Regions from separate parts of the Mus musculus genome. Here region 1 is linked to region 2. Evidence: chromatin contacts called from public HiChIP or PLAC-seq data. All regions are on one chromosome and are shown on one strand. Each heading gives the region's core, a stretch centred on a gene start, on an enhancer-like site or on the middle of the called end of the contact. The rest is flanking DNA. Distances are from core to core; before and after follow the strand shown.

The links. HiChIP or PLAC-seq counts read pairs in DNA pulled down with a chosen protein or histone mark.
Region 1: a contact with region 2 is called in an H3K27ac HiChIP or PLAC-seq map of large pre-B cells, with 2.3 times the contacts expected there. The contact joins two enhancer-like sites. A contact is called at or near these places in 1 of 115 datasets of contacts at active chromatin or transcription factors (large pre-B cells) and 1 of 9 other capture datasets (embryonic stem cells).

The regions. Positions count from the first base shown.
Region 1 is chr9:83,613,882-83,618,016 of GRCm38.p6, reverse strand. No RefSeq gene overlaps it. Among named protein-coding and RNA genes, the nearest start is that of Gm39384, 43 kb to the right of the region's middle. Within about 2 kb of position 1,911, at least 26 of the 459 cell types and tissues checked have an H3K27ac peak or open chromatin away from gene starts, as enhancers often do.
Region 2 is chr9:83,041,597-83,045,842 of GRCm38.p6, reverse strand. It overlaps Gm39383 (a long non-coding RNA gene), which reads right to left. Exons shown (of 6, transcript XR_870950.2): 6 at 1,594-3,727. Among named protein-coding and RNA genes, the nearest start is that of Gm35746, 29 kb to the left of the region's middle. Within about 2 kb of position 2,177, at least 19 of the 459 cell types and tissues checked have an H3K27ac peak or open chromatin away from gene starts, as enhancers often do.

The DNA.
Region 1 (4,135 bases), core at 662-3,161, 570 kb before region 2:
GGAGCCCTTGGTACAAAGTACAACTTGTCACTAACAACTGAGAGAGGAGGAGGGGGAGGAGGAGGAGGGGGAGGAGGAGGAAGAGGAAGAGGGAAGGCCTGATGAGATGGCTCAGCAGACAAAAGCGCTTGTTGCTAGGCTTTGACGACTTGAGTTCTGTATCAATAACCCACATAGTAGAAGAAGAGAACGGACTCTCACAAGTAGTCCTTTTATCTCTACACATTCGTTATAGTGAGCACTTGTTCATGTATACACATACACACACATACACACACACACACACATACACACACACACACACATACACACACACACACATACACACACACACACATACACATACACACACACATACACACACACACACATACATACACACACACACACACACACATACACACACACACACACACACAGAGTGTAAGACAAAGTCAAAGAAACAGACAAAACAAAAAGGTATACATTTGCCTTATACATAACCCTTGCCACTTACATTTTAACCAGAGAGAACTTGGCTTTTGATGAGACAAGAGGAAGAACTTAATTAAGGTTCTGGTCTATACTTTGACTATGGGCAGTGTTTCCCACTGACTAGCTTATGGCTACAGTGTTCTATACTATAAGCCTTTTCGGCAGCTGATGTTGGACATGGGGATAACATGAGTCCCTCAGGCCTTGCATCACTGCATCACTAATGTGAGCGGGCACCATCGGCAGAGAGGGGATTCCTCCAGCTCATCATACTCCTGGCAGTAAGATCCCAATGCAGACAGTGATGGTGAACCACACAGTTCTTAACATCTCCTCAACTCAACTTCCCCTTAGCTAAACTTGGCCCACAGACAACCCAACACATCGATTTCAAAAAACATGACAGGAATCTGGAGAGAAGGAGGCAGTCATCTTAGCTGATCTTGCAATTAATTTTATACAAACAAACTTCTGTTGTCTGGACTTTAAATATCTCCTAAAAGCCCACGTGTTAAATGCTTGATCTCCAGCCTGGGGTGCAACTGAGAGGCAGCAGAACTCTGGCAAGTCGAGCCTAGTGGAAGGAAGTTAGCTCGCTGGGGATGTGTCCCTGAAGGGAATGCAAGGACCCTTTCCCCTCCTCCCCTCCCTGAGGGGAATGCCATTACTAAACAAGGAGAGGTAGACACTAGCCTCTCTCCTTCCCTATTCTTTTACCCAGCCCTGTAGAGCACTGCTAATGTGGAGGAAATGCAGCTCTTGCATTCTGTGAATGGGCTACATAGAATGGGACAAACTGTGGTAGCGACGTGGTGGCAGAGTCAGCCTCCCAACTAAAACAGAGCTGATCTGACTAAACAGACACGTCCCTTCTTCCCTCCTTGTGACAGACTTAACTGATTCAGCATTTGAAAACAGACACTAAGGCGGCATATTTGTGCTTTCTAGTTAGCATTCCTTTGTTAGAAACTCGTCCTCAGGCACGCAGACTATTCCTAGGCTTGCTTATACCTAGAAACAGATTGGAGGAAGTTGAGTGAGTGACAGGTCCTCGCCTGCAATGCTTTAAGGAAGTGCCTGTCAGGTAGGCAGGCAGCCAGATGACAAGTCCACACACTTCATCAACTCCACTGTACACAAAGGGCGAGGTAAGACTGCACATTCTCTATGGGTTAAGAAAACAAAGGGGAGTGCATGGCTCATAAAGCTTCAAATATATATGATCTGGCCCACTGCAGGAAAAGCACACTAAGCCTTGGATCAACAGTAAATTATATGAGGGAGGGCACTCAATTGTCCCTTGAACAATGTTTACAAACTGCATGTCACCACTGATAGCAGGCTGTGACATTAACTTGTTGTTTGAAGTCAGGACGGTATGACACTATTATCTCAACCAAAACTTAGACACTGAAACCATGACCTTCAGTGTCTTGGAATGTCTCTGTGTTCGGGGATAAAGCATTAGACATTGTCCTGTCCCTGACACTGCTAACTGAAGCTTTGCTTGTTACAAAGCCTGATCAGGTCTTGCTATGATTCATGGGGCTTTGGTCATAATTAAGTGAGGTCTTTGGGGTGGGCCTTAATCCAGTATAACTAGAGTCCTTACAAGAGAAGAAATTTGGGGGGCTGGAGAGATGGCTCAGCAGTTAAGACACTGACTGCTCTTCCCGAGGTCCTGAGTTCAAATTCCAGCAACCACATGGTGGCTCACAACCATCTGTAATGGGATGCGATGCCCTCTTCTGGTGTATCTGAAGCTACAGTATACTCTTATACATTAAATAAATATTTTTTTTTAAAGAGAAGAAATTTGGATATAGTCACTCCAAGATGCCCATTAGCACCAACTCTGCTGACACCTTGACTGTAGGACCTTCAAAACATAAATATGCATAAATTTTAGAAATATGAGAAAGACTGACTAGGCAATGTCTATGAGCTCTGTACAGTAAAATAATGTTTATAAAATTTAATTATATATTACATGTGTGTATACTTAGTTTTAATGTGTGATATACATTTTCCATATGGGTCATGGTAAAACAAAAATTTGGATAGCCACTTGCTTAGAACAGATGTGCTCAGTGGATTTTTTTTTTCTTTTGGTTTTTCAAGACAGGGTTTCTCTGTATAGCCCTGGCTGTCCTGGAACTCATTCTGTAGACCATGCTGGCCTCAAGCTCAGAAGTCCACCTGCCTCTGTCTCCCAAGTGCTGGGATTAAAGGCATGTGTCTCCACTGCCTGGCACTCAGTGGATTTTTTAAGAGTACCTGCATTATTCTATCCAGGTCCTTATTGGGGTTGCTGACAATTTTTATACTTTACTGTTCTTTGTCTATAAAGAGGACTGCCCATTTGTTGTCCCCCACTTCTGATCTGATGCTGCAATCTCTTATGACATCACATCATAGACTTTACCATGAACAAAGCTGTTTCTCCCAAGGTCAGAGTTCACTTTGCTTTGCTTTGTAGCCATGCTCAGAACAAATGGTGGATTTGGGATGCAGCAGATGTCTCCAATATTCATCATCTAAGCAGCATAGCTTCCATCACTAGGCAAAAGCCCTCCACAGTCCTTTAGGGAGCCAATTCTGGTCATCTGTCCCATGGCACAGGCACAGGCACATGGCACAGGCTGGTGAAGGCCTTCCCTGATACTTGACATGTATGTGGTCCTTTGTTTAACCACTTGGATCTCTCTTGGAGCCGGTTTTCCTTCTGTACAGATGGGTTCTCTCTATGGGACAAAGCTCAGTTGTCTTTGGCCTTTGTCTGGCAAGTGATGATCCCATGACCTGTGGCTGGTCTTTCAGCCATGCCTCAGTAGTAGGCTTATAAGGCTGGAAGCTGGACTTAGTACCAGGTGAATGAGAGGAATGAAGGTTATAAACTAGAAATTATTACCCTTAAACGCCATTAAAGAAATGCATGCCATATACGGGAAACCACCCCATTGGGTCAATAACTGAACTAAATCAATTAGTAGGCAATTAAAAGAAAAATTTTCATAGTATTGGTTTAGAGGAAGAGTCATTGTACACAATGGTTGAATAAAAATTAGGACTCCTACAGACATAACCATTATTCTCTCATTTTAACTTTAATTAAGAAAAACCTGGAGGGAAATTTGTATGGAAATAAAAGGGCATCTTCAAACTGAGGTTCATTATTGCGTTATGCTAGCAGACAGTAGCATAGCTGGTCACTCAGGTGTCTGGAGGGTTTGCCATAAGTCTGTGCCAAGGTTTCCAAGCTTTGTGTTGTGTAGAAAGGATCCCCAAAAGCACATGGATGGATTTTTTTTCTCCCTAAATAAAAAACAACAAAACCAACCAGCCAACAAATAAAACCAACGTACCACAAAACAGCAATCTGCAGCCCAGAGACTATGATAACTTTAAGACTATATTTAATGAAGCCCTTCCAGTCTCTAGTGCATTAAGGGATTATACTTAGTGCAATGCAAAGAGGGACAGGCCTGCACAGAGTGCTTCCAGCCCATGGCTAAGCCTGACCAGCTGGCTGAGAAGCCATTATTTATCTAAGCCAACAGGAAGGCTTAAAAGGGGCCCTTGCCATCAGGAAGCCTGTACAAGGCTGAAAATGCTCCTAAGGATGCAGCCACTGCCCACCAGCTCGTCTGAATTGCTCCTC
Region 2 (4,246 bases), core at 928-3,427:
AAAGAAAAAAAGAAAAAGAAAAAAGAAAAGAAAAAAAAAGTGGGCTATTGAGAAGGCTCAGGTGAAGGTACTTGCCAAGAAATCTTCACTACCTTAGCTCAGTCCCTAAAAGAAAGAATTAACTCTACAAAGTTGTCCCCTGACCGCCACATATGTACTGTAGCACACACACACACAATTTTTTAATAAAGAAATTAGAGTTTTCACCCAATAATATGATCCCCATACTGAGTACGTTGTAACTTATTCTGTGCTTTGGTTTCCTCTACAATGAAGAAAACCAAAATATCTTTAAATCTAACACAGATCTTGGTGTATCAATGCAGATTATCCAGCGGTAAGAACTTCAAAATGAGAGCGCAAATGACAAATGCACCAGACCTCCTCTTCCAGAGAGAGGAGCACGGAGTCACCAGCTAAGTTACAGACAGTGGCAAGGTCTCTCTGAGAGACACTAGGAAGTACAGCTTAGGGCACATCAGGAAAGTGGGAGAGTCAACTTCTGCCTCAAGGTTGCTGTGAGAAGCAGAGTGTTCCACTGGGGCTTCCACACAGTAATCACTGGGATTGGGGAGGGGAGGGGTGTTTCAAGTGATCGGCCTTTCTGTTATCACTGTAGGAAGGTTCTATAGCAGCCCTGGAGTACAATCCAGTCACCAGAGTCAATGATGCTATTGAGATGCTGTAGCTGGGAGCTACAATGTCTCTTCCATTGTGTTAGCCTCACTTTTAATCGGAAATAAAATTACTTCAAAACTTTTCATTATACCTGTTTACTTATTTTGTGGCCACACAGAAGGCTAGGGCTTGTGTGTGAATGAGATCAGAATATAACCTGTGTGGCTCCCTCCTTCCACTGTGTGGGCCCTGGGGATCAAATTCAAGTCTTCAGGGCTGCTGGAAGTGCCCTTACCTGATAAGCCACCTTATTGCCCTCACCCTTTTAATACCTTTGTGTTGAAACCATTAAACAAAACAAAACAAAAAACTCGAAATATATTGGCATCACCACTACCTATCCTTTTTCCACTGTGCACCAGAACAGCAGAAAGTATCTATTTTAATTAAGCATAACTTAGTACCTACCTGTACTAAGTCCTTCCACACCCTTCCCTCTCTTCTCCTCTCCCCAGCCTCTGGTAACCACCTCTTTACTAATGTCCATATGTCTATCTAGCTTCCTTATATAAGAGAGAAAATAGGATTTTTTTTCTTTTTCTGTACCTGGAGTCTTTCACTTAACATTGTGACTTGCACAACTTCTCCCACATTGTTGCAGATAACAAGGTTTTATTCTTTTACCGCTGTATACTACTCCACAGTGTGTGTATACTGTATACTCCACAGTGTGTGTATACTGTATACTCCACAGTGTGTGTATACTGTATATTCCTTGTCCATTCATCAGGTGAAGGGACTTAAGTTCTTCATGTCTTAGTCATTCTGAATAGTGCTACAGCCAGTTGTGATGGTGTGCACTTCTGATGGCAGCATTCAGGGGGCAGAGGCAGGCAGACACCTGTGAGTTCCCAGCCAACCAGAGCCAGAGACCTTGTCTTTAAAAACAAAAAAACAAAAAAACAAAAAGCCTACAATAAATAAATAAATAACTGAATAGTGCTACAATGGACAGGAAAGCCCAGATATATCTTTGGCAAAATTGTTTCATTTCTCAGAAGTGTATATACAGTAATATAATTGATGGGTTAACTGTAGTTCTAGCTGTAATTTTTTTTTGAGGCACCTCTGTACCTTCTTTATAATATCTGTGTCACATTACCAACACCAGTGTGTATTTCCTTTCTCCATATCCTTGCAAGTACTCATTTTCCTTAGGGGTTTTTTTTTTTTTAATAGTCCTTCTGAGAGGAGGTGAGACACCCCATTGTGGTCTGGGTAAGCATTTCCCTTAGATTCACACAATGGGCATATTTTCAAGTTCTGATGGTTATTTGCATGTCTTCTTTTGACAAGTGTGTCTTTAGGTCTGTGTGAAAACTTGAATAAGAATGTCCCCATAGGCTTCTGTATTTAAATACTTAGTTAGCAGGGAGTGACACTGAAAATGATTAGAACGTGTGGCCTTGTTAGAGGAAGGGTGTTGTTGGGTTGACCCTTGAGGTTTGAAAAGCCCTTGCCAGGGCTTTTCTCTCTTCCTGTCTGTGGATCAGGGTTTCGTTCTCAGCTACAGCTGAACTAAACTACAGTTTAGCTCCAGCACCTGCCTGCAAGCTGCTGTGCTCTGCCCCGCCCCCTGTGATTATAAACAGATTAAACCTCTGAAACTATAAGAAAGCCCTAATTAAACGTTTTCTTTTAAGAGTTACCTTGGTTGTGGTATTTTGTCACAGCAACAGATGTATGGCTAGGACAGTCTGCTCACCATTTTGAAATCTGGCCTGGGGGGATGGGGGAACACACACCATTGACTTGTTTCCATTGCTCTTGTGTTCTGGGTATTAGCTCTTCTCAAATGAACAGTTTGCAAATGTTTTCACTCATCCGGTAGGGTGTCTCTTCATTCAGTTCGTCATCTCTCTTGCTACATAGGGAACTTTTTTGTTGTTTGACATAATCCCAATTATCTATTTTTGCTTTTGTTTCCAGCACATTTTGAAGTTTTATCAAAAGAAGAAAATACCATTTCAGAGTCATGATCATTTTCCCTGTGTTCCCTTCTAGCAGTTTTATAACCTGAATCCTATGTTTAAGTCCTATCTATTCTTAGTTGATCTTTGTGAGAAATGATAGGGGTCTAACTTCATTCTTCCTAAGGAAATCCAAGTTATTCAGTGCTTTTTACTGAAGAGGTTGCTCTTTCCTCTGCATATGTTCTTGGCATCTTCCTCAAAAATCACCTGGTTTTGGATGAGGGAGTTTTCTTCTAGGATCTATATTCTGTTCCATTGCTCCATATGGCTGTTTTTATGCTAATCTCCTGCTGCTTTCATTACTGTAGTTCTATGTATGTATGAGTGTATGTATATATATATATTTCTCTGTATATATTTACATCCATGTATTCTATATACATAAATTCTTTTTCACAATACTTAGGACCAAATGCACAGCCGAGCATGCTACCACTGATGTCAACAGAATTAGACCCTAGGTGTCAGGTAGCATATCTCCCCCTTTGTTCTTTTAGCTAAGAATTGCTCTAGATATTCAGGCATTTTGATTTTTTAGCTTTTCCTTGTAATTCCATATGTATTTTAGTTTTTCATACGGAGTTAGATTTTTAGTTTTAGGAAACACAAAGATTGTCCTTGGACACCTGACATGGCACTTTCACATTGTATTGCTTGAGAAGCCTCCGCCAGTCTCCATTTCTCAGGGAGAGCACGGGAGCAAAACACTGGTGCTCCCGACCATAGATGTTTGTCCAGCTCAAATGAAACAGTTATCTTAAACATGGGGTTGAAAAATATATAAAATAAAAGCTTTCACGTGTCTCATTGCCTGGAGAGTTTTGCTTGATAGGTTCCATACTCCTAAGTGTTTTTGTCAAGTTATGATCAGGATTCTTGATTCTGAAGTCTGGCCAGCTTTCTGAACATCAGCATGTGATTGTTGAATAGGTCAGAATCTCTGGAGGTAGAATATAGGACCTGCGAGGCCCCAGCCAGTTCTAGTTCCTCCTTTAGACATTAGTGAGCTCTGGGTACCACAGACCCTGAGGACACCATCTTTCTTCCAAGCATAATATGGATCACTTGAAGTTGCCCTACAAAAGAGGTAGAAACAGAAAAGCTCAGTTCAAAGTGACCCCCCAAGTTGTCATAATTATTATTATTATTTCTATTATTAATTATCAAGTTAAATAGAAACAGTAGGCAAATGACTTATCTATGATGTATTAAGAAGCAATTAGTCGGAACTAGGTCAACATACCCAAAGCAAAAATGGAAAATATAGCATGAAATGAGTTATTGATAAGGATGTCCACATGCAAATTGAGTAATTGCTGAATCAGATGACCCACTGTTTGGGATGGTGTGGTCACCGAGGAAAAGTTCAAATCACATTGCATGTGCAAAGCCAAAGCCAGTGGCATTTCATGCTTTAGTGAACAAGAAAAGTAAAACACTTTAATAGCTCCATCAAAAGACCATGCTCCTACTCGGATGATGGTACTTCCACAAAGATCAAATATGGATATCCTTTTTTTAAAAGGAGGAAAAAATATAAGTTGTTTGTAAGGGCATAGCATTTAAAGACAACATATGTTCCCTGTAGTCAAGAA